Linked DNA regions of Mus musculus: region 1 is linked to region 2. Evidence: chromatin contacts called from public Hi-C data. All regions are on one chromosome and are shown on one strand. The core of a region is the stretch at or near the end of the contact, and the rest is flanking DNA. Distances in the headings are between cores, read along the strand shown. Region 1 overlaps Tbc1d2b (TBC1 domain family, member 2B). Region 2 holds the start of Adamts7 (a disintegrin-like and metallopeptidase (reprolysin type) with thrombospondin type 1 motif, 7).

What was found. A called contact is a pair of places that touch in the nucleus more often than the background predicts.
Region 1: a Hi-C map of uterus shows a contact between it and region 2, with 2.3 times the contacts expected there. The contact joins the enhancer-like site here to the promoter of Adamts7 in region 2. A contact is called at or near these places in 1 of 39 promoter capture datasets (liver), 4 of 484 Hi-C or Micro-C datasets (liver, myocytes, nephron progenitors and 1 more), 1 of 115 datasets of contacts at active chromatin or transcription factors (embryonic stem cells) and 2 of 9 other capture datasets (adipose tissue and liver).

The regions. Positions count from the first base shown.
Region 1 is chr9:90,245,924-90,248,823 of GRCm38.p6, reverse strand. All of the region lies in intron 2 of Tbc1d2b (TBC1 domain family, member 2B), which reads left to right. Among named protein-coding and RNA genes, the nearest start is that of Tbc1d2b, 23 kb to the left of the region's middle. Within about 2 kb of position 1,278, at least 13 of the 459 cell types and tissues checked have an H3K27ac peak or open chromatin away from gene starts, as enhancers often do. A contact at or near this core is called in uterus, where this site is marked.
Region 2 is chr9:90,161,651-90,164,600 of GRCm38.p6, reverse strand. It overlaps Adamts7 (a disintegrin-like and metallopeptidase (reprolysin type) with thrombospondin type 1 motif, 7), which reads right to left and starts at 1,623. Exons shown (of 24, transcript NM_001326351.1): 1 at 1,287-1,623. The coding sequence starts at 1,356.

The sequences.
Region 1 (2,900 bases), core at 29-2,528, 85 kb before region 2:
GGGGGTCAGAGAACAACTTTCATGTGTCCCTTTTCTCTCCCTGCCGTATGGGTCCCAGAGATTTCATCAGCCTCAGCAGCAAGCACGTTTGCCCACTGAGATATCTTGACAGCCTTGTATTTGTGTTCTTAGTTACTTCTTTTGAGTTAAGAGTCTCATTATGCAGCCATGGTTAGCCTGTAACTCACTGTGTAGACCAAGGTGACCTTAAACACATAGAGATCCGCCTACCTCTTCCTCTGCAGTGCTGGGGTTAAAGCTGTGTGACACTGTGCAGGCCTGTGCTAACACTGCAAAGGAGTACACATTCAAATTGAAAACCAGTACAGGGTTTGTTCTAGCACTCCTGTGAAAAGCTGTGGACGCTCTGCTCGGCAGCGCAAGAGCAGTGCCGTCTGAATTCTGAGCACAGAGCTGCTGCTTTCTTCTGGAATCGCCATCTTAGGCTCTCGAATTTGCCAGCCTGGCTTTCCTGGTTGGGGGTGGGTGGTGGTGGTGGTGGTGGTAGTGGTGGTGGTGGTGGTAGTGGTGGTGTTTTGTTCCGTTTTGTTTTTAGCAGACTGTCTATCTAGTCAGTGAGAAGACACTGTGTCTGTCTGTACCTGTGGATGTTTTTCTAGGAGCCCTTGTCATGGAGTCTTAGTATTCCAGTTCTCCTCAGAGTGGAAGGGCACCCTTTATATTCAAGTGCACGTGGCTTCCTGCTGCCCAAGCCTTAGTTTGTTTGGTTTTTTATTTTATTTTATTTATTAATTAATTTTTATTTTCATTGTTCTAGGCTAGCCTTGAACTCCTGATCACCCTGCCTTAACCTCCCCTTGCTAGATTACATGTTTGCACCACTACATTGATTTATGGGTTACTGGAGTGTAGTAGGCAAGCACTCCAGCAGCTGAACTGCACCCTTTTTTTAAAATTTGTTTTTTGGGGTTTTTTTTGTTTGTTTGTTTGTTTATTTGGTTTTTTTGAGACAGAGTCTTGTAGTCCAGGCTGGCCTCAAACTCACTTTGTAGCTGAAGAAAACCTTGAAATCCTAATCTTCCTGCCTGTTCTCCCAGCCCATCAACTGAGGTATTCAAAGGGCACCATTAGCATTGTTTCTGTGACTAGAAGCTCTCCCTCAGTCTCAGGGTCACTCAGAACCTGAGGAAGAAACTGGAGGGCATGGCCAGCCTCCGTGCTAGTGGCTTCAGTCCTCTCCAGCAAGGACTCGGGTGTGCTGCTGAAAGGTGGCTTCCCTCTGTCATGTCTGTCCTGCCTCCTTGCAAAACCGAGGTTAGGTGGGGGGAGGGAGAGGAGTCATCTGCTCCTTCTCTGGTTTGGGGATCCCAGCTCTGGGTGCTTAGAGTTTGTGCTGTGCTGTTTGCTCGTTCAGCAGGTGCCTGAAGTCGTTGCCAGTTTCTCCCCTCAAGTGTTCCTGTCAGCCAGAATGTTTGTGCAGAGAAAAGCAAGAAGTGTCAGGGCAAATGCAGGGCAGCCTGGGCCCTTGCGTGGGCTGAGCTCAGCGTTGGCGTTGTCGGGGGCCTCTCTAAGGACACGATGCTTAGGGCCTGCCAAGCCAATCCTGGAATGGGCTGGGAGAGCTTGCTGGCTGGCCTTAACATTTGAGATCTTTATCTAAAGGCAGAAAATGTAAAATTCTGAAGTAGAAAGTCAAGAAGACCAGGGACTATCAAGATGGCTCAGAAGTTCGGAATGCTTGTTGCTCTTTCAGAGGATCTCGGTGTGGTTCCCAGCACCCATGTAAGTTGGCTCCCAACTGCCTGCAATCTAGTTCTGTGAGATCCACGCCCACTTCTGGTCTCTGGGAGCAGCAGGACACACATGGCATATACACAATGGATTGCGCACATAAACTGTTTGCTAAAGAGAAGTCTGCATTTCAGACCCTTTCATTTCATCCTCAGTGGGGAGGAACTGGTTAAAAGATAAATATTGTGGTTCTGTAGTAGTGTCCTGTAATTGTTTGTAGCTGTGCTCTAGTTACCGCCCGCTTTAGCCCAACTGGGCTCAAGACTAGCTTACTGAAAGATGACCGTTTTTTCTTAGCACTGGTTTGCATGAAAACTAAAACATGCTTTTGACTCCTGGTCGCCCAGTCATCTCTCCCTGCCAAACATGTGCATTTATAGCCGGTGTGTCCACCCATTCATGACCCTCCAGGCACCTGAAGTCAGGGTGGAGAGAGAAAGATGCAGGTGCAGGGAAAGCCAAGTTCTGACTCAGAAGGTGATTCTGTCGGAGACTTGTGGACCTGGCTCCAAGTCTTGACTCTGAAGTTTACTGATTGTCGGGCTCTGAGCAGGTCACTTATCCACTACTACAGGAGTGCACACTGTGCCGTGAAAACAAAGTGTGTCCACCCTCCACATCACAAGGATTGAAAGGGAAAACCCATTGCTAAGGGTAGAGATACACGCACACGCACGCACGCACGCACACATGCACGCACGCACTCCTTCACTCACTCACCTGATAATGTGATTTTGAATGGGTGAGGATTGTGTTTCACTACATTAGATAGGAAGCTGGATTAACAAAAACAACATTATTTTTCTCACTCATGGGCAGTTCAAAGCTCTAGCACTGACTCCTTGGCCACGTCCATTGTCCCATTCTTAGGACTAGCATTCTGATTCGCGCTTGCTGTCTCTGGGGTGGCCCTCATGTCACAAGAGGATGCCTTCACAGAAACCTTCAGCTTCTCCTTAGCAGTGACTCCCCCATGGCAGTTCCTTCTGGCCACAGCAGATATCTAGAAGGGAATAAGGGGAGCTGAGCGCATGGCCATCAGAGCCTTACTCTTAAGCTGGGCTGAATAGCTGGTAGTGGGCGGGCACTGTCACGTGACTGCATATGCTCCTGTAGTATTTCGTGCCTTTAGAGTAAGAGACTGTCAC
Region 2 (2,950 bases), core at 374-2,873:
TTACTACCCAGTAATAAGCAACTGATCTTCAGTATTTCGGACCTCTTAAAAAACCCTAAAAGGTGGACCTCCCCTGACCACACACACCTTCCAAGGGCCCAGGAGCAAGGGATGTTTCTGCTTTCTCTTTCCACTGCCCCCCTCTGACAGTTCACGCTAATCTTTTAACCTGTTTCCATACCCATAGAAGAACTTTTTATACATGTTGGTTGCCTTGCAGTTCTGATAACAGATTTTGAGAAATAAGAATGTGTTAAGGCTAGGTCCCAGCAGGTACTCACACACTCACACACCCAGACTTCTCGAATGTTACTGTTAGATTAATCCCAAAATGCTGTTCTCCTCGGTGCTTTAAATGTCCCTGGCATCCAGGCCCACAGCTACAGTATCTTGACCAGGATGGCAAATGGCCTAATCAGGCTCAGGGCAGATCTTCCTTGAGGTCACCCCTGCCCCATGCATATTGGTCCAACTCACTCAAGAGTTCATTCATCCCTCCAGTCCCGTCACCCCTGTCATACCCTTGAATCCCTCACCTGCAGATACATAACCAGCCCCCATTTGGCCTGGAGCGTGCTAAACACGGGCTCTGGGGTCTTCCACATCCCTGACTCTCACAGTCCCAGGCCCGCTGCTCCGGACTCTCCAGAAGCGCGCTACAACGCAGGTCGCGGCCAAACAAGAGCCTGGATGCTGGCCAGAGGCTCGTCGGAGGCCGGCCGGCCAGGCGGGGCTGGGAGAGTTAACCCAGGGCGGAGGAAGAAGCTCAGGCTCCCCCATTCCCCTCCCTTGAACACTTGGGGGAGGGGGAAACAGGAAATGCAAAGGCGATGGGGACTCGGACCCCCACGTCCGCCTAGCTGGGAGGAGAGGCGGCGGACCCCGGTAGACCTGCGACCTGGCGCGGTCCCCAGCAGCGTCCTGGCTAGTTTGCTTTCCAGGAGAGTCACCCCGAAGGAGTGTGTAAGAAGCCGTCTCGCGCGAATCGTCCAGCCCACTCGGAGGAGCGCTCTCCTGGGAAAGATGCACTCAGCGCAGCACGCGCGGCAGGGAAGCCGAAGCCCGAAGAGAGTGCAAGCTCACTCCAGTGGCAAGTCCCGGATGCCAGCTGAGTGGACAACTGAAGGATGGCTCCCGGTAGGTGCAGCTTCTCTCAGCTGCCAACACGACCCCAGCTGATCCCTAGTCTCAGAGTAAGCCGGTCCTGCGCGGGGTGCACAGAGAAGCGGCTGGGATTGCAGAAAGGGTGGCAGGGTCAGACGGGTCCCAGAGGCTCAGCCACCCACCTGATGCAGGTCCGAGGACGCGGGACGCCAGAGCGCACAGGATCAGGAGGAGACTCGGACCACGGTGCATGGCCCGGACGGGGTGGCCGCAGGACGACCCCTGTGCACTCCTTCGTCTACGCCGTTGCGTCCCAGCCGGGCCTGGGTCCGACTCAGGACATGCCTGGCTTTAAACTCTTCCCAAGGTCCGGGTCCTGACTCTAGCCGCCGGGCAGCTGCACTCGCTCCTCCGGCAACAAAGACTGCAAGGCCCGCCCCCTCAGCCAGCTGCCGAGGCAAAGAAAGAGAGCGAGAAGCCCAGGAAAAAAAAAAGAAAGAAAGAAAGAAAGAAAGAAAAGGAAGGAGGGAGGGCGGGAGGGGGAGCAGGGCGCCCACCCCCGCCCCGCCCGGCGGGCTCCTGCCCCCGCCCCCACCGGTCTCGCCCCGCCCCCGCCAGGCCTCAGCGCCCTGCGGGCGGGCCACCTCTTGCAGAGCACGGTCCCCACCCTACCAACTCAGGCTCCGGACCGCCCGCAGGGCTACAGACGTCCCCCTGGCGGTGGTGCGCGCCCAGGCCGTCTGTATCCTCCGAGATCTACCCCCCCCCCCGTCCCCTCCCAAAAAAAATCTGGAGTTCTGCAGTTTCTTGTCACTATCTATGCTTCAAGAGACATTCTTGGGTATGCGTCCCAGGCAAAGAATGCCTGCCCTTCAGAGAAAGAAACCTGGAAACCCCCAAGGAACGGAGATGGCACAGCAAGGAGGCACGATCCGGGGGATTCTAGATTTGTGTCCAAAGTCAACCTAGGAGAAAGACTTGGGCCCTTCTAGACTGGGCAGCAGTTCGCTGATTCCTTGCCTCCAGATGCTTTCAGATGTCTGTTTTCCCTGGACTCGGCACAGCGTTCTGCCAACAGCCTAGAGACTCTGGTGGGCCAAGACAGTGGCTACAGACTTTCAGAAGGGACCCTGGTAGCCTGAAAGCCAGCCAACCTTGCTTCATATTCCTAAAAATCTTCTGTCCTTGGTGGCCCTAATCCACATCCCCTTTAGCCTATACTTCCAGGAGCAGACTCAGGAGAACATGCACGCGGGCGCGCGCGGGCGCGCACACACACACACACACACACACACACACACACACACACACACACACACACACACCTTCACTGAGCCTGGTTCTACCCTGACAGTGATGTACTTGTACAATCCTTCTTCTCCCCCTTGGCCACTCTTTGTGCCCACCAAGGTACACAGGGACCCATACGGCTCATTGGCAGTTTCATGGTGTTTCTCCTACCAGAGAGCTCACTTGTATCTCTCTGCTGTCCGGCTCTCTTAGCTCTAGGGAGATGTGTGTAATGCATCGACATCTGCTCTCCTCACAGTCATCCTCAATGTCTCCATCTTAGTTCTTTTAGGTCTTGGTACCACCTGAGGCTGTGACATCCCCTGCAGCGGAGATTGTTGTTGGTTTATTTCGTTTTGTGTCCTCTAGTCCCTTGTCATCTTTCTTCTCTTTACCCTTTGACCTCTTCGGGCTCCATCTTCCCTCTCCCCCCCCACCCCCCCACCTCTGACAGTGGCAGGAACAACAAAGGCTATCCCATCTTCCTGAACATCTCCCACCCAGTGCAAAGGTACGGAAAGCTGGCACCTACTTTCTCTTTCTGAATATGCAGAGC